2 separate regions of the Mus musculus genome follow, and region 2 is linked to region 1. A link is a contact called in public Hi-C data. All regions are on one chromosome and are shown on one strand. Each heading gives the region's core, a stretch centred on a gene start, on an enhancer-like site or on the middle of the called end of the contact. The rest is flanking DNA. Distances are from core to core; before and after follow the strand shown. Region 1 overlaps Msi2 (musashi RNA-binding protein 2). Region 2 overlaps Msi2 (musashi RNA-binding protein 2).

The links. Hi-C and Micro-C count contacts between places; a contact is called where the count stands out from the background.
Region 2: a Hi-C map of DN3 thymocytes shows a contact between it and region 1, with 2.8 times the contacts expected there. The contact joins two enhancer-like sites. A contact is called at or near these places in 2 of 15 datasets of contacts at CTCF or cohesin (large pre-B cells and pro-B cells), 15 of 484 Hi-C or Micro-C datasets (the CH12 cell line, DN3 thymocytes, the Patski cell line and 10 more) and 6 of 115 datasets of contacts at active chromatin or transcription factors (the HPC-7 cell line, embryonic basal ganglia, embryonic stem cells and 2 more).

What each region holds. Positions count from the first base shown.
Region 1 is chr11:88,689,475-88,695,820 of GRCm38.p6, forward strand. All of the region lies in intron 5 of Msi2 (musashi RNA-binding protein 2), which reads right to left. Among named protein-coding and RNA genes, the nearest start is that of Msi2, 26 kb to the right of the region's middle. Within about 2 kb of position 3,112, at least 81 of the 459 cell types and tissues checked have an H3K27ac peak or open chromatin away from gene starts, as enhancers often do. A contact at or near this core is called in the CH12 cell line, DN3 thymocytes, muscle stem cells and 1 more, where this site is marked.
Region 2 is chr11:88,548,636-88,554,668 of GRCm38.p6, forward strand. All of the region lies in intron 6 of Msi2 (musashi RNA-binding protein 2), which reads right to left. Among named protein-coding and RNA genes, the nearest start is that of 0610039H22Rik, 68 kb to the right of the region's middle. Within about 2 kb of position 2,541, at least 175 of the 459 cell types and tissues checked have an H3K27ac peak or open chromatin away from gene starts, as enhancers often do. A contact at or near this core is called in the CH12 cell line, DN3 thymocytes, muscle stem cells and 1 more, where this site is marked.

The DNA.
Region 1 (6,346 bases), core at 1,862-4,361:
AATAGCCAGACCTGGGGTGAGGATACTGGCAGTCCTCTACCCGCAAGGCACTCCCAGTCACTCTTGCCCCTACACACCTCCTCAAGGATAACTGAGCAGAAACCATGAAAGGAACGACCCCCAACTCCAATATGGTGGACCATCCAAGACCAGGTGGCCCAGCCAGGCAGGATATTCCTAAGGACACCTTTCACCCTTCCTCCCGAATTCTACCAGGTTACTCCTGGTCTCGAGGTTTTATAATAAAGGTTCAGTTCAACAGGGAAAAATAAAATAAACGCTTCAAAACCCCTGATCTGAAGGCTACTAGGAAAGACAATGGATCTGGGAGAGATGGCAGGGGGTTGGGGCAGGAGAAGGGCTGCTTACAAAGCCTGTGCCAGGCAGCTGTTCCCAGCAGGCCGGCCTTCCTGTGGCCTCTACCTTTGTCAGGTCCAGCTGTTCTCTGAGCATCTAGTCTTAACCCACTGACTGCACACAAGCCTAACCCCAACTAGGTACTTTAACAAGCGCCCCACGGCCCTCCCACACTGCCCATTCCTCCATCAGAACACACCTTGCCCTTGCAGTCTTTTTGTTTGTTCTCTTTAAAAGGCCTGGGCAAGTTTACTGGGAGGTCATTTTGCCTCAGGAAACGAGCAAATTAAATTGAGGCCGACCGAGGGCTGGGAAAGGCACTCCCCACCACATTGGCGACCTTGGGCCCGGCAGTTTTAGGCAGGAAAGGTCACCAGCATGAGGCCCTTTGTTTATGGAACCCGGATGCTGGTGATGTGGTCACCTCCAAGGCGCACAATTAACAACAGCAGCAGGCCAAACTCCTTTATTGGTTACCTCTGAAACACTGCAGAAGTCAGCCTAACTTCTCAAGGAAGGGGCGGAAAAGAAAAGTGCTCTCAGCAGGAGGGGGAAGCCAGGGCTCCGCTTATGAGCAATTAGCAAATCAATGATTCTCAGAGACGCCACCGATTTAGACTAGGAGCTCTTAGGACCCTCGAGGAAAAGGAAAGGACACACAGCTTCCGGAGAAGAAACCAAAGTTTAAAAGAGTTAAGTGCCACAAACTACCTTCAGAGCTTGCCCACCCAAAAACACTTAAAAGGGTGTGCTCAGTATGAAGATTAAAAGCTACTTCAAAGTTAGCTCCTTAAACGCCAAAAACCAACGGAGGCTACCGCTTGGTAGTCCCATGGGTCTACATGAAATTATTCTGTCTACATAGTAGGATCTGGAGAAGGCACTGAATAAGAGGAGAAAGGGCTTGCACAGAAGGTCCCCCTGAGCCACATGACCCTTCACTGACCCACAGCAGAAAGGGAGGGGCATCACACAGGCCCCTCCTCCCACCCCATCCATGCAGGATGAGAAAATATTGATCTCCCAGACAAAGAGCCTGCAGATTTTTTTTTAAAGAAATAAACCCCTTCACAGTCCCAAACACCTGTTCAAGAACTCAGCTCTACACGACAGAAAGCACTCGAGGGGCCTCTGCTAAGGGGCAAGCAATGAGAAAAGAAAACATTTCTAAAAATACAGAGGCTTGCTGGGAAAAAAACAGGGTTCCGGGGCCACAGAAGTTCGTAGAAAAAGTTCAGGAACTGTTCCTGTAACTGGGCTTAAACATCTCGTTCTAGACCACAGAATTCAAAGCAGCTACACGCAAAAGCTTCCCAGACATAACTGGGAGTTCCCCGGGCTCCTGTCCACTGATAATGCACACAAGCCTTCCCCTGGTCTCTCCTTCCCACCCGATTACTCATTTCCCCGGACTCCCTGAAAAGACACCCCTCTTCCCTCCCTCCCTCCCTCTCTGCCTCCCCCACCCTTTTTTCTCTCCCTTGCCCACCCTCCTCTCTGTACCAGGAGAAGCAGAAATGATGATTTAATGTGAAAATACAGTTGTGCAAACCCATCCTAAACTGCTATATTCTGCCCAACTGCATTGCATGATTGCTGGCTTGGTCTGGATTTTGCCATATTGCTCTCTCCGCCCTACTCAGCTGAGAGACAGGGCAAAGGAGAAACACTTTCTTATCGGGAACATCGGTAACCCTGAGTGCTCCCTGCAAAAGACAATCTTGGGACTCTGCTAGTTCACCTGGGAAATGAAATGGGGAGAGGGCGCAGCTCCAGCCCCTCAAACTCCCTCTTCCCAAACTCAACCTTACTGCTTCATGTTTATCTCAAACAGGAAGGCACTTTCTCCAAAAGCTGGAGAGAAATACTTAGGAGAAAGGAAAGATTAAATAAGCCCTAAAGGACACCAGACTTACTAGTTTTAACAGCAATACATTGTTACCAACTTGCCCTCCCAGGGTAATAAAGGAGAGCTTTGCATAGCAGATGACTGAAGGCAAATATTAAACGTCTGATCAACTTTAACTTCTCTCTATACCAACAGCAGGCTGGACCTGACCAAGTTCAGGTTGACAGCCAGTCCCCTGAGAGCCAGCACACCCAGTGGGAAAGATGACATCACTGAGCCCCAAGTTCTTATCTCCATGGTGATGGGGGGGGGGAACTATAGTAGACAGAAAAAACAATTCTGGTAAATGAAAAAACTTTCTTTGCATTATCTCTTACAATATTTTCAAATTCTGTTACTAGGGTTATGTGTAGATGGAGGTCAGAGAATGACTTTCTGGAATCGGCTCTCCGTCCACCTACATGTGGGTCCTGGAGTGGTGGGTGGCAAGTGCTTTTACCCACTGAGCCATCTTACCCTCTCCTCTTACAATGAAATGCTTTTTTAATAATGCAATGCTTTTTAATTTAAAAAATTACATTATGGTGTTTGGTGTGTGGTAACCGTCAAATCTCGCCTCTCTCCTCTCCTACTTTATCATAGCCACTTAAAGACAAGAAACTTTCCAGATCTCAAAACAGTCTGTGACTGCACAGCTGCAGGGAACGAAGTTGTCAAGAGGAAAAAAAAGGGCACGTACACACCTCAAAAATACATACATAGAACACCCAGGTTTATTTTTTGTTTGGAGTGAGAGACGACATATCAGTTCAAGTGGATTTCTGGGCCAGCAGCTGTACTGCACACGTCATAGGGGGGTGGGAAGAACGCAGGCCTTACCCTCAAGGACAGCTGAACTGAGGGCTTCCTCCAAAACCCTGCAACCCAGCGTCACCAGGACAACCAGGCAGGGTTGAGGGCACAGCCTGGGCAACTCCGATGACTGGATGACTCGTGTGGTACACGAGGGAAATGCAACAGAGGAAAAAGGAACCTGTATGGAGTCACTGCTCGACTAGAGGACTGGGCCCCTTTTCAGCATGAAGAAAAGAAAAGAAAAGAAGAGGGGAGGGGAGGGGAGGGGAGGGGAGGGGAGGGGAGGGGAGGGGAGGGGAGGGGAGGGGAGGGGAGGGGAGGGGAGGGGAGGGGAGGGGAGAGGAGAGGAGGGGAGGGGAGAGGAGGGGAGGGGAGGGAAGGAGGGGAGAGGAGAGGAGAGGAGAGGAGAGGAGAGGAGAGGAGAGGAGAGGAGAGGAGAGGAGAGGGAGAAAGAAAGAGAGAAAGAGAAAGAGAGAGAGAGAGAGAGAGAGAGAGAGAGAAAGAAAGAGAAAGAGAAAGAGAAAGAGAAAGAGAAAGAGAAAGAGAAAGAGAAAGAGAAAGAGAAAGAGAAAGAGAGAGAAAGAGAAAGAGAAAGAGAAAGAGAAAGAGAAAGAGAAAGAGAAAGAGAAAGAGAGAGAGAGATATCTTGGGCCATGCTGATCCGGGAACTCGAAGCAAGATGCTTCCCTGTAGAAAGCCTGGTCCTCTAACACACTTCGTTCCCCCTCAAGTGGCTATTTTTCTTGGTACTGAGTACCTTTAATTTTTATTCTCTTTTATTTTTACAAATACAGAGCCTGCAACAGTTCCTAACTGAAGGACCGCTAGCTGGGATGGAAACACAGGCCAGCTGAGACTGCACGGTAATGCTCCCTGCTTAGGCCACCGTTCCAAACTCGCATCTCTGGGATAGAAGGCCAGCCCAGCTGGGACAGGAGGAGAGTGCCACTAACTCTTCCACCAGGAGTCTGAAACAATCCGGGCCTAGATCCTTACAGACACACTACCAAGGGCCGCCTCAGAAAGGGCGCCGCCTCCTTGGCTCTTTTGACAACCTTCACGGGGCAGGCCCTCCCGCCCAAGCTCACTAACTTAGCTTGCTCAGGAGCAGAGTGCTTCTCTCTGTGGGGGCCTGCCTTCTCTGCCTGTGTTTTTCTATTTCTGCTTCAGGGGATCTGGAAGAGTCTCTCCTTTACCCCTTCCCTCCCTTCCTTCCTTTCCTTTGTATCTATTTGCGCATGCTCTTTAAGTGGCTTCAGGCTTGGCATTCATCTTAAACACACCTATAACGGATCAGGGACTTGAAACCTGTTTCTGGTTATGACGGACAACTCAAGCCCCCCCCCCCCACCCAAAGTGGGAGGCAGGGGAGTGGGGAGGAAAAGTTACAGACTTTTTAAAGGGTCTGTGACATAAACCCATTTCTGGGTACTACCCATAAAGGAAGCACTTCAGCCCCAGGGGCTGACAATCCAGACTGAACCCGGGTGGCCTCAGCTTATAAAAGTCCCAGCCACTCACTTGGGAAAGTTCACCGGAGGGGATTCCATCACTGCTGGAGAGGGCTTTCTACAAGCTTTGGTGAGTGTGAAAGGGAAGAGGAGAGGGAGGACGAAAGACCCTCCTCCCCCTCCTCCCGAAAAGCAAGCCCCACACAGTGCACACAGCTGCAGGAAGATTAAAAACATTTTATTGTTTAATGAGTAACAGAGGGTTGCTGGACATGGGCAATTTAAAAATCAAATGCCACTCCCGACACAGCCATTTGCAGTTAAAGGTGAAATGTGGTCCTTTTAAAGCAGAATTGTCCCCACCAGGAGGAGGACTGTGCACTGAGGGACCCAAATGCCCACCTAATTATTAAAGCTGTCAGCTGGCCACCCCAAGTAAGTCCCTTCCGTGGACAAAGTTCCCTGGAAGGAAAAGTCTCACCCCCACCCGGAGCGTAAGGAAGCTCCTGAGAGGAGTTGAGTAATGTCATCCAAGTAAAACAGTCAATTATAAAACATTCCAATAGATTCTCTAAGAACATCTACCTACGTGACAGAGATTTACACAAACCTGAAAGGCACGCGGCAATATTTCCCCTCTACCTCCTCCCTACACTTCCATCACAGGAGAGGGGGAGGAAGCAGGGAGCCGAGGAGACGCTGTCACACAAAATCAATTGTGAGACCCAGTTACTTATCCGACATCCCACAGTCCTGAGAGACAAGCTGGACGCACACAAGCACACCGGCATGAGCACACACGCACGCACACACTTCTTTATTGCCTCGGCAAGAATTATGGCTCAAGAGGCCGGCACTAATTTTAGTATCAGATTTATTATACAGCAGGGGGCAGGAATTCATCAGAACTGTCCCGTCTCCATATACCTTCCGGACTGCTCCTTGCAGTAAAAAAAAAAAAAAAAAAAAAAAAAAAGAGAAACATCCTGGTTTACTAATGTTGCCCACTCCTGCTGCTATAGACCACCAGCCTGCTTTCTGAGATGGTTCAAAGCCCTTCCTGGATGTTCCTGAGGGCTCGCTATGACGAAAGCACACGTCCCACTTTTTGGTTAAAATATATGTCTGACAGCCCAAGCAAAGACCAGGAAGCCCAAGGTGGTAAAACAAGGGTATCTCCTGGTGATCAGGAACTGCACCTGAGAGTCAACTCTTCCCCTCTCCTTGCTTTGATCTCAAGGGAAATACAGAAGCAAGGAGGTCAGCGAGGGGGCAAACTTTAAATGCTAATGCCCTGTTGATCTCCTCAACCTCCGTTCCTGTGCTCTAAATGGATGGAAACTGCATTTTCAGGTTGTTTAACTAAGGCTTTATTACCTCTCAGTTCAGATCAGAGAAACCTTTCTTCTTCTTCTTCTTCTTCTTCTTTTTTAATTTGGCCCTGCCTTTTCTCTGAGCTACCCTGGCTTTCTTGTTGCTGGCCCCCACGCCCCCTCCGACCCCTTTTTTTTTCCAAAAGGCCTGGTAGGGAGGGACCAAGTGCTGCCTTTTGACCTAGCCACCTCTCTTGTGTAAAAGCAGTGTATGTTCCTCTGGAGCAACAGCCAACTGCAGCAAGGCTGTGGTGCACTGTGTTAAAAAAAAAAAAACAAAACCTCTGAAAGCATTCTTTGAGCCCCCCTCCCCACCAAGCCTGTCACCAAGGCTGATGACCTAGGTTGGATACCTGGGCCACACAGGTGAGAAAGAACCAACTCCACGAAGTTTGTCCCTGACCTCCACACGGCATGCTATGCCATTCAAGCCCCTCCCCCAAGCACACATCCTAGACAGG
Region 2 (6,033 bases), core at 1,291-3,790, 140 kb before region 1:
GAGACTCTAGACGCTGCTCCACATACTTATCCTCTGACTGGCTTGACTGGACAGCCGGGCCTTCCTTGTGTGACAGGAGGAGCCAGGATAATCACACAAATAAGCCAAGCCATCTATAACTGGCCCACCATATCTGGAGTCACCCTTTCAGAACAGGGTGGTCTAAACTTGTTGGCTGGAATCGTCAGAGGCTCTTTGGAAGTGTCCTTAAGGGAGCAGCTGGCTTAGTTAAACCATTGTGAAGCAGCCCACCAGCAGCTAATGGGACTGTACCCACATGGCAAAATCACAAGCCTTAAGGCCTGCCCCAACCCTTCTTCCCTAACACCACCTTCTTGTCCCATCAGATGATAGTGTTCCTCCCATACACTGCGCAGGTGCCAGAAAGCCCCTCCCATTTTCAGCTGCTCTTTCAAACCCCGCCCCCCATGCCTCCTTCTGAACCATGCTTTGAGTCCTGAATCAATTCAGTAAGTCACAATGCTCTTCCAGCAGGACTCACCACTTCTACAAGCCCAGGGCACTTGGGCAAAATACGTGGTCAACTTTTCCTTAAACTGGTGCCCAAAGGGTTGCCATGAAAACTCAGGACTCTGTGGGGACCTAAAGAGCTCACCACCAGGAGCAAGGCCAATGCTTGACATTGTTGACACAGATGTGGCACAATCCCCCAAGGGGCAGAGACAGAGGCTCCCTTGCAGTGGGCCCTTCATTTCTAGCTTCCAAATGCCTCAGGAATAAATCCAAACTCCGCCCTACCCCCGGCAAGCCTCTGGCTCTCTGAAGTCTTCTGGTCTATCGTCCCCTTTTCTCTTTTCTGACCTCACATAGCTTATTCATACCTTGGGCACTGAACAAACCATGTGACCTGCCTCTGAGAGGCAGCTTTGCCCTGGATGCCTAAGTCACTATCCTCACGCCCCCCGCCCCAACCTGGTACTGTTCTTGATGCTGCTCATAATCCGCCGTACTGCCTTTGTGTATACGTGTTCAGCACGCCAGCACTAGAGCGGAAGCGTCACTAGAGCCCAAGTGGCCTAGGCCCCAACCTCACACAGCAGGGACTCCTAAATATCTGACTCAAGACCCAAAAGGCACTCTTTTTGTTGTAGAAGGAAGTTTGGTCGCTCTAGCACCACCCGCCGCAAAGCTCTATGTGGCAGGTTAGCTACAGGGAGACTAATGGATAGCATTGCAGGGTGAAGCGTTGCTGGACCTCAGGGACGCACCTCTGGGGAATACTGGTAAACAGCACAAATTAACAAAAACTAGTTGCATGTTAATATATACTGCCTCCTCCTCAGACGGCTTATGAACACTGTAATTTTCTTCACTAAAACACTGTCTTACAGAACCAACTCCCCTAATTACAGGCGTTTGTATGCATTATAATCTTCATACAATTAAACCTACTAAAAAGAATAAATGGTTAAATGCCCCCTTGCCCTGTCAGTAGCCCATCCCTCCCCTAACTACCAAAACACACGCAAACAAAAACAAAACCCGACAACACAACAGAAACAGACCCAAAGGTGCTGAGAAAGCAAGCACAGCTGAGTTGGCAGTAGACAAAACCCTCAGAAAATTGGAATTCAGGCTGACAGAGCCTTGTCGCCACAGGGGGCAGAGTCAACTTTCAACTTCAAACCCTCTGGCATCTGGGTGGCTCAGCACCTGATTTCAATGTCACATGAAAGGCTCCTAGGTACTGAACAAAATGTCTCATTTCAGGAGCAAGCATCTCCCCTCACACAGTTCATCTCCAGACACACACGTGGTCTGGTGACCCGAAACAGGCTTTGGGGATCTTCTTCAAAAACTTGCACAAAGGCATTTGTGACCAGGGGCTGTTTACCAGGAAGTCTGTGTTGGCTTCTCTGGAGCCAGGCAGGTTTAGCTGATAAACCTTTCTGGGACACTGCATCCTGGAGAAAACAGCCATCAGAGGCTCTCCCTAACAGGCCCAGACACTGGCTATTGGACCAAGAACCCCACCTGCCTTTTGTTTTGAAGACTCAGCACTAGGGTGAAGGAAGGGCTTCCTGCCCCACAGATGAGGTGAATCAGGGCCAGATATACCACTCCAGGGCCTCATCGGGCCCTTTCAACAAGCCCTGTGTGGTAGGAAGGACAGTTATCTCATCTACCTCTGAGGAAAGTGGAGTTCACAGAGGGGGCACATTTTACCAAGGACACATGGCTACAGAGTAATTGTGTCTAGCCTGCAGCCTCAGGAAGCCTGAAGCTGTGGCAGGCCTGCCTTACAGGGGTAGAACTGGCTAGTTCAGATAGGCCAACTTTTCCATTGTCTTTAGGTATCCTTCCCAGGGACCGAACACTCCCAGCTGCACAGAGATGTCCTGTGAGCTTTCCCTACTAGTAGCCTCTGACCAGGACTTAGCAGCAGCAGCAGCAGCAGCAGCAGCAGCAGCAGCAGCAGCAGCAGCAGCAGCAGCATCCGGAACCCCTCTTGAGTAGCTGGAGCACAGGCTGGCACATGAGAAGCAGCAGTTCCTGCTGCAGCCACGTGTGCCACTGAAGCCACCAGGAAGTCTCATTAGTCAGCACCGACAGCTGCTGCCCCAGAACACATGGCCCCTGTGGAGCTCTCTGCAAGCCTCTGCCAAACCAGGGAGTGGGTGGAGAGAAAAAAAAGGGCCAGGAGAAGCAGGAGGCTGAGACACCCAAGGGGCTCCACATGTGCTCCCTCCTTACCTACAGTACAGCTGAGGCCAGAAAAAACTCACACAAAGCCACAAGCCCCTTCCAACCCACTCCCTCAAGCCCCAGCTTTGAACCTTCTAACTTTCTAACAAGGAGCAAGACCCAAAGTACCCGAACCTTCATGTTTCCCCCCAAGGCTGTCTAAGAGTTATCCAGGTGACTCCTAACACCTTCCAGGCTGGCCTGAAAGAGTGTACATCACAGCTAGTAGCCTTTCCTCAGCCCTTGGGTTTGGATTAGGGCAGGGTTTTTTGTTTTGTTTTGTTTTTTAAATAAGCATTCTCAGGTCCTCTCCTCCTGTCTCACAGCATCAAATTTCCAGCCCTGTCTGCCAGAGATATCCTAAGGCCCCCAGAAATGCCAGCAGGAGATGCCATTCTACACACCTGTCAGGAAGATCAGGAAGAAAGGAAGGACTACATGGCCACAGGCCAGTGCCTTCCTCATTTCCACTCCACCCTGAGGGGCCTTTCCAGGGTCTCTTCAACATCCTCCCTCAGACTTCACCCACCTCATCTTGGACAATAGAATGCAGGGTTGTAGCTGTTTCCCAGGAGAGGGGACACACTGAACAAAACATCCATTCCTTCTCAGGAGGATAGGTGGCGAGGCTGGCTGACTAGTCAGTATGGAAGCCAGTGAACGCCATGCTACTTATGAAAAGCAAACGCGCATGCACCATCCCCTTCAAGCGGTTACATTTCACGGCAATTCCTCCTTAAGGGAGTGAAGCCACTCATGCCTGAAAACCAAGAAGGTCAACATCCTTTGAGGGTTTATCAAAATCGGCTGTACTGATGTATAAGACCATAATGTAAAGTGGAACCCAACTTTTATGCCTGAAGGCATGGACAAGAGGAAGCGCTGGAGGAAGAGGGTCTCCTCCTGAAGCGACCAGAGTGAAATTACAACAAAAGAAACCCCTGCATGTAAGGTATTTGCCAAGAAAGTGGTGAAAAACACCGTGACTATTACTGCTGCCTGTATACCCACTGTGTGCCAGGCCACAGGCTGGGTACTCCTTATGTCCCAATTAACCACCATGACAGCAGGGAGGTAGGAAGGCAGGCAGGCTGAGAGAAGGGAAAGCGGCACACTTATCACAGAAGAGCTTGTTCTCCCCAGGGTCTCCTTCTCCTCAAGTAGGCTCCAAGAGTTCAGAGGTCCAAACAACTGTAAAGCTCTAAAGCCGAGGTTCAAATGCTGTTCTTAGTCACGGCAGAAGCCTTTCTCTGTACTGGTACTTTAGTGTTTAGTTCTCTAAAAATCCCTGGCCCGGGGGCGGGGGGAGCACGGGCCAGAGTGATGGCTCATTGGTTAAGAGCACTCTTCCAGAGGACTGGAAGTTCAATTCCCAGTACCTACATGGCAGCTCACAACTGTCTGTAACTCCAGTTCCAGGGGATCTGATACCCTCACAACAATGCATATAAAATAAAATTTAATTAATTAAAACAAAACAAAACAAACACCCTGGCCTCATCATCTCTGCAGCCCAAGCCAGCAGATCTCAGACTGCAAGATGCACAGCAGCATACAGAACACACTCCATTTCTCACTCCTAGAGAGGCAAACTGGGATGTTCAGACTCAGGCCACTGCCACTTAGGGCCAAAAATTAACACCAAATTGGCCTTGGAGGGAGGAGCATACTCCCTGCATCTCCCTGCTCAGCCATCTTGTCCCTGCAAGTCATCAGCCCAGGCGAGGGAGTGGGTGGTTCTGAAAACCCATCCCCGTCAATGGAAACAAAACATAAAGGCTGTGCTCACATCCATGGGTTACCAGCGTCACTGCCTCCCACAGAAGGCCGCGCTGCTCAGCCTGAAAACATTCTCTCCAGTGTGGCCAGGTGCCTGCTGTGATGGGGCAGCAGCAGGGGGCAGTGTTGACAGGAAAGAGATCCCAGAGCTCCGTCTCTTAGCCTCAGGAAAAAGACTGGAGGCCAGTTTTTGAGCCTTTTGCCTTCTGGGCTTCTGTCTCCTCAGGTCCGGTCCCTAAAATGTCTCTTCGGCTCTGTATTTCAGGTGTCAACTCACCAGGCACAGACAGTGTAGCGAGGCTCTCCAGGATAACGAGAGACCCAGAACAAAACCTGTCTGCCCACCCTTCTCACTCAGGATCACATGTGGACACAGCCATGGGGCACAGCAGTGAGCAGACACTGGCCTCAGTTTCCGGTTATGTGAGCCTGCAGAGGCTGCTGCTCACTTAAGAACTGGAGAAGTCTGACAAATTATAAACAGGCATGCTCACTTTTTAGAAGACAAGCTCCAGGGCAAAGAGGCCTCTCTGCCCTTTGGCAGTCGTGTAGGTCTCCTACCTTCTCTTGGCCTCTTTTAGCTACATGCTAGACTGAAAGCTTAGCTCTGACTCAGCCAGACCAAAGGTGCTGATCAAACCCAGGGTAGGCCTAGCTGATAAGGAATAGCTGGCCGATGTTGAGTTGACAGATACAAGGGTCATAGAAGTCTTTAATCATGAGATAGCAAACACTGTAGTGTTGAAGAAGAAACGAAGCCCAGTCTGGCAGCGCACTTGGTACCTGTAATCCCAGCATTTGGGAGGCAGAGACAAGAGGGTCCCATTTAAGGCCATTTTCAGATACATAGTAAATTTTAGGCCAGACTAGAGGCTACATGAGACCCTGTCTCAAAACATTTATTAAATAAGGGGGGTGGGGCGAGGTCTGTGGCTTTCCATCCCAAGCTGGGCCTAGAAGGGTGACCCTTTCTTTGTTCCTTTAACCCATTGTTTGCACACAGATGACTGTCATCGCCCGTCTGGCTCATCTCTGAATGCCCTGCCTCCCCATCCGGTAGCCACATCTCAAAATGGCTATGATGCCTTCCGGGTCAAAAATGGTCAACAGTAATTCAAGGTCAAAATAACGCCCTGATTTTGAGGAGATCAGCATTAAGGATCACTTGTCCAGTCCATAATGCCTCAGCCAGGAAGCCTTGCTGATTCTGAACTGCTCGGCCCATAACTCAAATATCCCAGGCACAAGATTATAAAGTACTTCCAGACTGCGGGCGGGAGAGAGGCGCAAGCTTTCTTCGTCCATTGATACCTTGTAAGCAGCATTTGAATTCGGGCAGACCCTTTCCACACTGGGTTATAAGTCTCTAGTTCTTTATCATTGCAACTCCTCGCTCTGGTTCTTGTATAGACATGGGGCTATCACAGAACTTAATGACTGGCCAGGAAATGACCCTAAATCCTCTGGTCTGCAAGTCCCTTCAAGCCAAAGATCCTGTCCTGCACCTCAGAAAAATCTTCAACATCCATCTTGCCCATGATAGCGAAC